Linked DNA regions of Gossypium arboreum: region 2 is linked to region 1. The links are chromatin contacts, called in public Hi-C maps. All regions are on one chromosome and are shown on one strand. The core of a region is the stretch at or near the end of the contact, and the rest is flanking DNA. Distances in the headings are between cores, read along the strand shown. Region 1 overlaps LOC108486706. Region 2 holds the start of LOC108486286 (multiprotein-bridging factor 1c).

Region 1 (5,910 bases), core at 576-3,075:
AATAGTCAGTGCAATTTTAAGCTTGAAATTAGAAGGATGAATAAAAACTTTTGTAAAAAAAATAAGACATTCAAAATAAGCAAAAACATTTCTTCCTCTTTTCCAAAAACAAGTCATGTGAGTGACTAAAAATTGCCAATTGAAGTTAGTTTATTGCTAACTCATACATTAAAATATGGTGAAAAAATAATACTCCCACCAAACATAGCATTAATCTCCTAGAGGTGTAAACCAGAGTGCTAGGAGATACTAGCTCTAAGGATATATGGTACTGCTTGATAAACTTGTATGCACTAAACTTGCAATAATGTACCGTGAGATATGTCATCGTTTTGATTTTGAAGTTCCCTGCTCTTTGACATTAAATGCCAACATAAACTATAGTCTGTTGTCCTAATCAATATTGTCTTGATTAGCTGGATTAAGTTTTGCTGTTGTACATTGGCTCAGCGATTAGCATGGTGCAGAAAGAGTTTCAAATCATTTTCTTTTTTCTGTTTGCATAGAGCGGAAAAAGAGGTAGGGAACAGCGTTGATCCTTGGTTTTTAGTTTTTGTATGAAATAAAATTGTATAATATGGAATAACAAGGCCTCTTACCCTTCTTTTTCATATGTACCTTGCTAAGACTAGTTTTAGTTTGCTTGTGATCTATATGAAAAGTCTTCCCTTCAAAACCTGAATGCCTACTTTTTCTATGAAAGATACATTGACTGATAATCCTATAATGGCTTGTGGTTTGCAGTAATGTTGTGGACAGTGCTCCAATAGATGTACTAGAAGTGGGAAACAGATTCGGATTCTGCTGTGATTTGGTTTCTCTTTGATGATACTGTACATGTAATGTAAATGAACATAGTTTAGTTCAGGCCCCAAAGTACACTTATGTGCATTCCACTAGTAAGTACATATAACTAGCAGTTGTAAAAGCATGATTGGATGAAATGGTATATTTAGCTAAGTTTTCTGCAGCTTACCTTATAATTATATAAATATTGAGATGCAATTGAATTTAGAATTTGGATTTGAGCTTGCACGGATAGGCTAATACTATTCTGTAGTTGGTTTCCTCCATGCTGAATAAGAACATAATAGATGTCTTGCAGTTGTAGCTCTTTAAATATAAATTCTCATGTGAAGAGGCTTGGAGGGTATCAATTGTTTAATATTTTTGTTGAATTGGATAGACCTACAGCCAGAAGAAATTACTACGATGTTCAAAGATAAGGGTGATAATTGTTAGATCAAATCAGAAAGGTACTAGATTGCAAAGATTTCTACAGTTTTCCTTCGTTTCATTGAATTCTTGTATCAAGAAAAGGGTTGAGAGTTGAAGCGTAGGTATCATGGGAAATAGCAATAGTGGGGCAAGAAACAGATTTCACAAGGAAAGAAAAAACAGAAAGGAAATATCTAGGAAGGAGAAGCCGTATATGTGATGAAATAGTTGAAAGTTGAAACCATTTGTTACATTATATACTACCAGACCCTCTCCCACACAAGTTCTAGGAATAGTGGTGCAGTCATTTCTTGGTGATGAATCGACCACCCCACACATAATCTGCATGGTGGTGCCTACATCGAAAAGACCCCGGGTGTTTTGTAGGTGAACACATACACCACTTCATGGAACCAGTGGATCCACCAGTGCCTCTAGCCACCCTGGGTGAATGATGGTCGGCAGCCACCATAGATGCCTGCAAAAGGAACCAGCTGCGTTGTACCAGCAAGGCCGGCTTGCCACCACAAGGAATGTTTGCATGGCACATTTTTGTTTTCTTTCTCTCCCTTGAGCCTTCCACTCTGGGTATTATTATGATGATGTTGGTGTTGGTGTGTGAACAGAGGTTGTAAAGCAAAGCATAGGTGTGGGTGTGAGAGTTTTTTATACGAGGGAAACGATTAAGCAAAGGAAGGAATTAAGGAGAGGTGGGGAAGTAAAGGTTGGGGCATAAAGCAGTGTTTTGATAGATTCCAGAAAGCTTTTGCTTTTACGTTGAAAGCTTCTTCGAGTGTTAAGAGAGTGGTCCAAAAGCATCAGCTGACTCATATCATACGTCCACTTAACCTAATTAAACGATACTTTCCCTACCATGATTCCACTTCATAATCAGGTGCTGCCACGTCCTTTTATGTTAAAGCCTATCAACATCTCTTTCATTCTGTTCCCAACAGGAAGGCTAGTGTAGATAAATTTATAAATTTTGATTATGATTAGGTATACATATTTAGAAAATAAAGTTAGTTATTCTCGGATAAATATAATTGTTGACAAATAACTCTAAAATGATGTCAATTTAGCAACTTTGTTAGTGGTGTGTAAAGAAATGTCACATTTTTAATTGGATTTATAATTTTAATATTTATTCACAAATTTAAAATATATATATAATAATTTTTTGAAATGTGAACAACTATAGGCCTAAAATAATAAGATTGTAAAGATGTGTGAACACATAAAGGAGTTAAATTATGAAAAAGTGTTTTGGTATTCGGGAACTATTTTAATTGTAAAAAACAACATGTTTAGGGTTTTAGATGAAAAGCAAGTTTGAAGTGATGAGTGAGTATATAGCTTATATTAGACGCTGTGTGAACATTGGCATGGGTTCGGTTGGGAGATGAGGGTGGAAATGTAAGATGAAAGCCTCGTCAACATGTACATTTGCACACCACAAACATCTGTTGCCATCAATATTGCGCCTCTTTAGGTTATTTATTACTGTTTTCAGTTTGTTTTTTTTTTTGTCATACCAGATTAATCCAAAACATAATTAATTTGAATTTAAATGAGAATAAATTAGGTGAATTTTACACATTAACCAGAAATACAATTTTAAAAATAAATACACGATGATACTCCAAAAGTTCTTTTTCTTTTAGTGAGATTTGACAGCATTATTGGCTTTAAGAGTGTCTAAGCCCCCCTCACACGGTTAGTTACTTTTTCAAGGAAGTTATGTATTAAGAATTAGATTATATTTTTTAATTAAAAGATAAATAAATTATTTTTACGTGTTAGATTTTATATTAAAATTTTATCTATTTATAATATTAAAATTGACGTGGCTAATAAAATAATTGAATGATGATATGTAACGTGCTATATATATCTTATATTGACATACATAGACTAATTTTAAATGGTAGATATGGATGAAATTTTTATCAAAAAGACTAATTTACTTTTTTAATGTAACGTATACTATTTTTTAAGTGGAGAGTGCAAAATGCAATTACCTCTCGATTGTGTCCTTTGTCATGGTTTTATCTGAGATTCACAATTATTGCAAAATTCATCACACGCGTAAATATTTGATTTTCTTAAAATTAGATTTTATCACACTTATTAAGTTAATGAAAAAATTAATATTAAAAATATATATTTATAAAAGTTATTTAACAATCGAATTATAAATAGCATAATAATATATTAAATAAACTCTCATTAAATTTAAGTTCAATCCTTCTATATTTATTTATTTTAATTGTTTTAATTAAACATTTCATATAAACTAGTAAAAGAAAAATATTATAATATTTATATTTAATACTAATAATAAAATAATATCAATTGAATTTTAACGGTTATTGAAACACTGAGTCTGAATATGAATTGCAGTAAGAATTGGTTTAGAAAAACAATGAAAGAAATGTAAAAGGGCAGGTTGATGGGGCTAGGCTTAGCCCAACGACACATTTTTAGAAACATCAAAGGCAAGCCACCCTTGGAAGGTTAGTCAATCTTTTGTTCTTTAACGTAGCAGCATCCAAGACCAAGCCAACCTGAGTCAAAAATTTCCGATGTCCACCACGCGTTCGCAGAAAGGTCACCATCAGTTTCAACTTTTTATACCTCTCGCTTTCCAGGAAATTGCCGTCCCACCCACTATAAATACCACCAAAATTCCTCAAAATTTCACCCACACACCCACAAAACTCGCCCCTTGTTTTTGTATCTTTCAATTAAAAAACAAAAAACTTTATTTTAAAGATGGGTTCAATGAAGTTTCATGTTGTTCCCGCGGCCATCCGGTTCCTGTTATTTGCACTTGTGCAACTCAGTTACGGCCAAACCTTGGGTTCTTCGCCTGCACCTGCCCCTTCCAGCGATGGTACTGCCATTGATCAAGGAATTGCTTACAATCTCCTTCTACTTGCCCTGGCTATTACCTACCTCATCCATTGATTTTTATTCTTCTTCTTTCACATTTAATTATTCTTTTTTCTCCTTGGATTCCGCCACTGAAATTGCACCCCTTTCGTATATTTTTTTTCTTTCTATCTATGTATTGTAAATCTTCTCCTATAAATAAATTCAGCTCACATCTCACCCATTCCATGGAACAAATCCTTTCTACCTTTCTTTTTAAATTTTTATTTTTCCAGATCAGTTGAAGATCATTAATATGATCAAAAAAGAAAATTGTTAAAATGTTGGTAGGAATAGCTTTTGAAGTAATAAAAAGTAGAGGAAAAAAAAATACTTTTTCAGGTCCGTTTACGGGTGATGGGCCAATATCGTGGATTTCACAAGGCCCGTCTGTGGTAAATATCGATAACTCAAGGCCTCATGAGTCAGGATCACGTCTAAATCAACCCCGCCCTCGTTGCAGCACCATGGTCACTAACTCCCATCAAGATGGCATACCCGTGGCCAGATTCATCTTCCTTATCCAAGGTTGTCTCAGTTTGATTGACTGGGACTACGACAAACTTTTGTTTTTAAAATTTACGAATCAGCATTAAGCACTAGGTTTGTAATATCTGATATTCAAATGGTAAATCACTTGGGTTGTAAATACTCGTAAAAATAAATATATTATGTGAAACTTTTGGGTGGAATGCCAGCATTAAGCATTCTGCTATTAGTTGACCATGTTTTGATGTGAACTAAGTTTCATATAAGATGGCATTAATTAGAATGCTTAATCATTTGGAGATTATTCGGTATTTGATTTTAATGGACTGGTATTACTATTATCTTTCTTTAGCATGTTTACCTTCAAATGTGCTCACTGCAATAAAAAATGGTAATTTTCAATGTTCAAAGTAGTTACTAAAGACTGTATTATTGTTGTTAAAATTATTGTAAACACCAAAAGTTATTTCAGGGTCGTTGCGTATACTTTCGATAACTATATGTATTACAATGAATTTTTCCATTTTCAAATATCATATTTTTAAGCAATGCTTTAATGTATTTGTGTAAAAAATATTTTAGTTGCAATAAAATTATTTTAAATTATTACGCAACAACTATCTATTAGCAAAATAGTATTTCTAACGATATAAATTCTGATGTTAAATCTTTTACGTGATTATAATATGATGGTTGTTAAATATTATTTTGTAACAATATTTTAGTTGGTCGTGTATTACATTACATAGCGACTAAATGACATTTTCCAAAAATTATTTTAACATCTATAATATATGCTTGCCATATTGTTTACATAACAATAATACTATTAGCTAATAAATATTATTTTGAAATGCTATTTTAATTGATTGTGTATTACATTACGCAAATGACTGTATGTCATTGTCAAAATTTATTTTAACAACCATAAAATGTGGTTGTGAAATACTTTATATTATAATATAGTTGTTAACACTTTTATATAACCATATTTATATAGCTTGAAATATAAATTGGATACGTTTTATGTTACACAACATCATTATTTAGTCATTATGTAAAGTTAGTTTTAACAACCATAATATTTTATTTCAAAAGTTTATACGTAACGATATCATTATTATTGTTAAATTTTAGTAATAAAAATAGGTAACAAAATATTAAAGACATATTTATTTATTTAAAATAATATTATTTAGTTGTAATTAAAATTAAAATAAAAATCTAACAAAATCAAAGAAATTTATAATAAATATTGTAATAAAAATC
Region 2 (6,201 bases), core at 2,200-4,699, 63 kb after region 1:
ATATTATCATCATTTATTTTTTTTCTATTTATAAACTCAAACCCAATATTACTTAAACATTAAAATATTTGCTAATAGAATTCAGTTTAAATCCTTCATTGAATGAATATCATCCTACTAATTTATAATTTTATAAATTATAAAAACCTAACTAAAACTTTATCCATTTTAAGCGCCCTGGTCACTAAAATACATTTTCTTAAATATCATACAAAGCACTTTTCACGTTGTAAATTGACCAGTCCTTCAAATATAAGAGAAAATACAATATCAACTTTCTAAAAGATTTGTCAGCTCCCAAGTCCCAACCACACTGTTTTTTATTTCATGGAGTGGAGATCCCTTAACAAAAGCCATAATAATTTTTTTTTTTTAAATCTTTAAACTGAAATTTAGTGTTCAATTCAATGAATATAGCTTGACGTTTTAAAAGTACGGGAAGTGGACAAACATACAGGGTGGTGTTGGTATTTCAAGAATTCACATGCTGTTATCTGGCACATATATTGACGCCACCTGTGGACAAACTACCCCGAATAATTGAAGTTAGATGCAATTGTCTCCTTCATTTATTTACAAAATTCTACCGTACAGTCAAAATGTATATACCTGAACTTTTCAAGTTTTTATTAAAAATTCTCATTAAATTCTAAGAACTTTGGAAAATTTTAGTCTAGACTAACTCTGGATTTAATATAAACTCGTAAATATATGAAGCCAATTCTAATTCCATAAGAAACTTTTAACAATAAAGACGAATAGTTCTGTTTCCAAAATCTTAATTAACAAAGTGCAACAAATATAAAAGAAATATAAATTGGTACCGTAAAGAAACTGCGAATTTGGTACTATGTGCGTATTCATTCATCCTTTTAAATATGATGTTAGGAGCGAGGAAGGATGATGATGAAGTTTGCAGACTTAATTGAAGAAAATGCAGAAGAAATAGCGGCATTAGATACCGTAAACGGGGGCAAGCTATTTACTCTTTGCAAGGCAATCGACATCCCAGGAGCAGCAAGGTCTCTGCGTTACTATGCGGGTGCAGCCGATAAAATTCATGGAACAGTGTTAAAAATGTCAAAGGGACTTCAAGGCTACACTCTCAGAGAACCTATTGGCGTTGTGGGAAGTATAATCCCTTGGAATTTCCCCACTATCATGTTCTTCATGAAGGCTGCCCCAGCATTAGCCGCTGGCTGCACCTTGGTCGTCAAGCCTGCTGAGCAGACTCCTCTGTCAGCCCTTTATTATGCTCATCTTGCCAAGCTGGCTGGTATCCCTGATGGAGTGCTCAATGTAGTGAATGGATTCGGAGAGACTGCTGGAGCTGCCATTAGTGCTCATATGGACATTGATAAAGTGACTTTCACAGGGTCTACGGATGTTGGGCGTAAGATAATGGCAGCAGCGGCAGCAAGTAATCTAAAGCCAGTGTCACTGGAGTTGGGAGGCAAATCGCCTCTTTTAATATTTGATGATGCTGATATTGACCAGGCTGCAGATATTGCTTTCAGAGGCATGTTTTACAACAAAGTAGGTGATCTTTTATTTTTGCTTTTTACAATTGAACAAACCTTACATGTACTCGACTGTTGTCTATCTTGTAAATTTGTAGGGAGAAATTTGTGTGGCGAGTTCTCGTGTTTATGTTCAAGAAGGTATTTATGAAAAACTTGTGAAGAAATTAGTAGAGAAGGCAAAAGCAACTGTTGTTGGGGACCCTTTCGACCCTCAAGTTAATCAAGGACCCCAAGTAAGCCAAGTCATAATTTTTATGTAGTTACCTTTGCTTGAAGCCTGGAATTTTATAATGTAACGGACTATGTTTGGTGTATAGACTGATAAGAAGCAATTCGAGAAAATTCTATCTTATATTGAGCATGGAAAGAGAGAAGGAGCTACTTTGCTAACAGGGGGCAAGCATGTCGGACAGAAGGGATACTACATCGAGCCTACCATATTTACTGATGTTAATGTAAGACAACCATAAAGCTATCATGTCTTAATAGGTTTGGTTTAAGATATCTAAACCATAGTGATTTGTATTGTTGTAACAGGAAGACATGATCATAACAAAAGAAGAAATTTTTGGCCCAGTGATGTCGTTGATGAAATTCAAGTAAATAGTGTCTAAACTTCAAAACTGTTTTTCTTTTTTTTCCTTTTTTGATGATGGTCATTGAAATGGGGTTTTTCAGAACAATGGAAGAAGCAATCAAGAGAGCAAACAACACAATTTATGGCCTGGCATCTGGGATTATAACAAAGAACTTGAACGTGGCTAACACCGTGTTGAGATCGATCCGTGCCGGCGTGGTTTGGATCAATTGTTACACTGCATTTGACGTGGATTGCCCCTACGGTGGATACAAGATGAGTGGATTCGGAAGGGATTTTGGACTGGAGGCCCTTAATCAGTACCTTCAAATCAAGTCTGTCGTAACTCCCATTCATGATTCTCCGTGGCACTAAGCCTTATTCATCTATTACCTGTAACCGGATCTTATCCGACAAAACATAGTTATTACAGCAGCATAGTTCATAGTTATTACAACAGCATAGTTTTCTTCAGATCCATGTCCATTCGATTTCATATTAATGTATTGTTTTCTCAATTTAAAGCTTAAATTTTTGGAACAGACAGTATCCTTGTTTATTGGAGTAAATTTGAGATTTTTTAAAAGTGCTGCAACTTTGTAACACCATGAAAGCACAAATCAAAGGAGAATTTTTCGTTTTCATGATATCAAATCAGTACAATTCGGCTCCTTTCATGAGATCCAAACAACAACCACAAACACATATATTCAACAACACTAAAAACATCAGCACCCTGTTCTACAATAACGGCGTTACGGGATCATTTCCCTGACTTGCCTCTCAATTTCACGCCGAGAACCCTTTCCATCTTGGCCAACACAGCTTGGTTAGGCACTGCCTTCCCGTTTTCGTACTCTTGAACCACCTTGAGCTGCTCGTTTATCAGCTTAGCTAGCTCAGCCTGACTCAACTTCTTCTCCAGCCGGGCCTTTTGTATGGCTTGCCTAACATCCGTAGGCACCCGGTCTAGAGCTGCCGGTTCCGTCCCTTCGTCGAGCTTCCTAGCGTTCACCACTGGTCCCGCCGTTTTCTTGTTCGATCCAGCATCGAATTTCTTGATGGTCTGAACCGGTGCACCCGACCGCAGCGCTTGGTTCACGGCCTTGGGATCACGTAGGTCCTGAGCCTTGGGTTTAGACTTGTGAAGCACAACGGGCTCCCAGTCCTGAGTCACGGCTCCACCAAATCGGGTCGGCATTGTTGAAGACGAATGTAAATGAGAAGTAGAGCTTTGATCAAACAAACTAAAACAACTGGTAATGGTGAAGATACATGGGAGATTATATAGAAGCTCAAGGGTCGGGAAAGTTCCTGGGCTTCTTAATATCTGGAAGGTTCTTTGCAAGTTTTACGTATTTAATATGATGACATTGCAATCGTGGAAGTTGCTGACTTGGATAATGGAAACACCATAATTAGCGTGATGCCCAAGCCAAAATCTAAAGAAATGGATTTTTCATTGGTACAATATATACGCCTACTGTTTCCACAATACTTATCTATAAAATACTTAAAAGCTTGGTTAAATTCAGCTTTCTTCAAGTTTCGATTATTAAAATGTTAAATTTTTAACTATAATAACTCACATGATAATTTATGTATATTTTAAATTTTTTTAATTTTTATTTTATTTAAATATTTTATAATTTTTAAATTATTTATAGATATAATATAAAATATAAATAGTGACATGTAAACATGAAATAAACATAAATTACCACTTGAGTTACTACACTATCGTCATTACAATTAATATTTCAATTAGCATTTTAGAAAAAAGTAATTTGACTCTTTTCGAGAGACTAATAGTTAATTTAATTCAAAAATAAATAAAGACCAATTTGATAAAAAAATATAAATATTGAGAGCTAAATTTATCATTATATTTAACTTTTAATTGAATTAACATCATATCTTGATGGGCACAAAACAATTAAAATTATGTGAAATAAAATATATTATTAAGAAAGGATTTTTAAATATATTTTTACATAAAATTAATAAAAATTCAAATATGATGAACTATATAAGTTTACCATTTTAACTGGTTTTATATAATTTTAATAACTATAACTACTACATAATTATTTTTCACCCATGTGATGTCATAATTTAATGTTTTAAATGTTTTCATGTACACTATATATAATTATAAGTATACCTTTGCTTTCTTTACAGAATAATACAAAAATAAATTAATTATCGAAATAATATGAGAGATGCATGAAACCTCAAGTTAGCAAAGCAATTGATGATTTGGGGTTGAAATCGATGTATTAGGTGTGTTGAAAATGGACAGGGCACCTCGGAAACCAAAAATGAAAGACGATATATCAATTTGATTTTTAATGGCTTGTATGTCGGTGCAGGTGTATACAATTTTCCTATCGATTTAAACTTCTTAAAAACAAAATAATTAATTATAAAATAAAATATTTAAAAAAACTAACCTTTTTTAGGAATGTAAAAGTAAAATGGAATTTTTTGGTGATTGATTTAGGGTTTATAAAAGTAACTTAGGTTTAGGGTTTTAAGTACTTTATAAGTGATTTTGATTTTTTTTTAAAATTTTATGACTATATTTGGAAAAGTGAGAGATTTGGAAAAGTTGGGTTGCTTTGAGCAAATTATTTTTCGTCATGTTAAGAGAGAAGCGAATATTGCGGCTCATACCTTGGGCTTCAATTTTAGTCAAGTGAGAGAGATTTTGAGAGTATAAAGGAGCGTCTAGGGTATTTCACTGATTACCTTGTACCCTAATGGATTAATTTGTTTCGTGCAAACCAAATGGACCAAAAAGACAGAGTCACCAATTTTCTATTTCTGTCACTTGTTGTTTGAAAGGCCTCTACTAACCATGATTTATAATCTAGATGTTTTGACATAGGGGGCACATTAAGACGCAAAGAAACCAAAACTTGCCTCGTTACTGGGCGAAAGCACAACAAATGGTGAACAAATTCCAAATATGTATGACATAACGTACAAAAACCAAGAGTAGGAATATGTCGTTTGTTTAAATTTGCATATGTAGGAATAAAATTGTTGTATACTTTTCACATTATGATATTTATCTTCTATTGAAGTTGTAATGCCCATAAGACCGAGAAAAAAATTTGTACGGAGGTAGACATAGGAGTAGATGAATCTGTTTGAATTTTTTAATTTCCACGAGCAAGCGGCTTGTAACCACTCTTCATAGTATACATCTTCAATCCATCTAGCCTTCATATCCTAGAATCGAGTAGTTTTGTCCTGGCCAAAGGTATAAACAATATGACTTGCACTTGATCCTCATTAGCAATCTTGTGAATGGTTGCGTTATTCCAGTACTACTTTCTTGATTAAGTAATTATGACACCATTGTATATCTTAAATCAATTTTCTAACATCATAGTTGACCATCTCCAGGTCTTGGAATCCAATGATCATTCCAAATATTCATAGTCTCCCTATTACCAATACGCCAACCCATGCCCTTCTCCAACAAATCGCGAGCACTCACAATGCCTCTCCAAGTAAGAGAAGGGTAAGAACTTAATCCCATAGATAAGAAGCCTATATGCAAAAAATAACATGCTTTCAAAATTGTAGCTAACTAATAGCCTAGTTGAGACCAAATATGTCAGCATTGTTTAGCTAATAAAGAAATATTAACATGGCTAAATCACGAAAAACTAAGCCCCTAACAAACTTAGGCAGGCATAAGACCTTCAAGAACTCTAATGAATGCCTTTTAAAGATTTCGAGTTTCTCCACCAAAAATTATTAAACATGTTTTCAATTTTTAAACACAATGTTTTCGGAAAAGGAAACATTGCATCGCGTATACCGGAAGAGCTTGCAAGACTGCCTTAATTAGAGTTTCTTTCCCACCTATAAACAAGAACCGAAAATTCCAACTCTCTAGCCTACAATGAATTCTGTCCACGTAATGCGCAAAAGCCTTCTTTTTATTACTTCCCACTATCATAGGGAATCCAAGATATTTTTCAGGATTCAACGATACCTAAACCCTCAATATACTGCTTACCTATAACCGCCTGTTTTTTAGTAATGACGAAAATAGTGGTTTCGAGACTACAAATTCAACTTGTC

The links. Hi-C and Micro-C count contacts between places; a contact is called where the count stands out from the background.
Region 2: a Hi-C map of leaf shows a contact between it and region 1, with 2.5 times the contacts expected there. The contact joins the promoter of LOC108486286 here to the enhancer-like site in region 1. A contact is called at or near these places in 2 of 5 Hi-C or Micro-C datasets (both in leaf).

What each region holds. Positions count from the first base shown.
Region 1 is chr6:131,109,491-131,115,400 of ASM2569848v2, forward strand. It overlaps LOC108486706, which reads left to right. Exons shown (of 3, transcript XM_017790898.2): 3 at 745-1,017. The coding sequence ends at 747. Among protein-coding and RNA genes, the nearest start is that of LOC108486706, 5.5 kb to the left of the region's middle. Within about 2 kb of position 1,826, at least 2 of the 2 cell types and tissues checked have an H3K27ac peak or open chromatin away from gene starts, as enhancers often do. A contact at or near this core is called in leaf, where this site is marked.
Region 2 is chr6:131,170,410-131,176,610 of ASM2569848v2, forward strand. It overlaps LOC108486286 (multiprotein-bridging factor 1c), which reads right to left and starts at 3,450. Exons shown (of 1, transcript XM_017790258.2): 1 at 2,653-3,450. The coding sequence starts at 3,301. The coding sequence ends at 2,864. It overlaps LOC108485106 (aldehyde dehydrogenase family 2 member C4-like), which reads left to right. Exons shown (of 7, transcript XM_053029996.1): 3 at 889-1,536; 4 at 1,619-1,756; 5 at 1,841-1,978; 6 at 2,061-2,122; 7 at 2,202-2,640. The coding sequence ends at 2,475.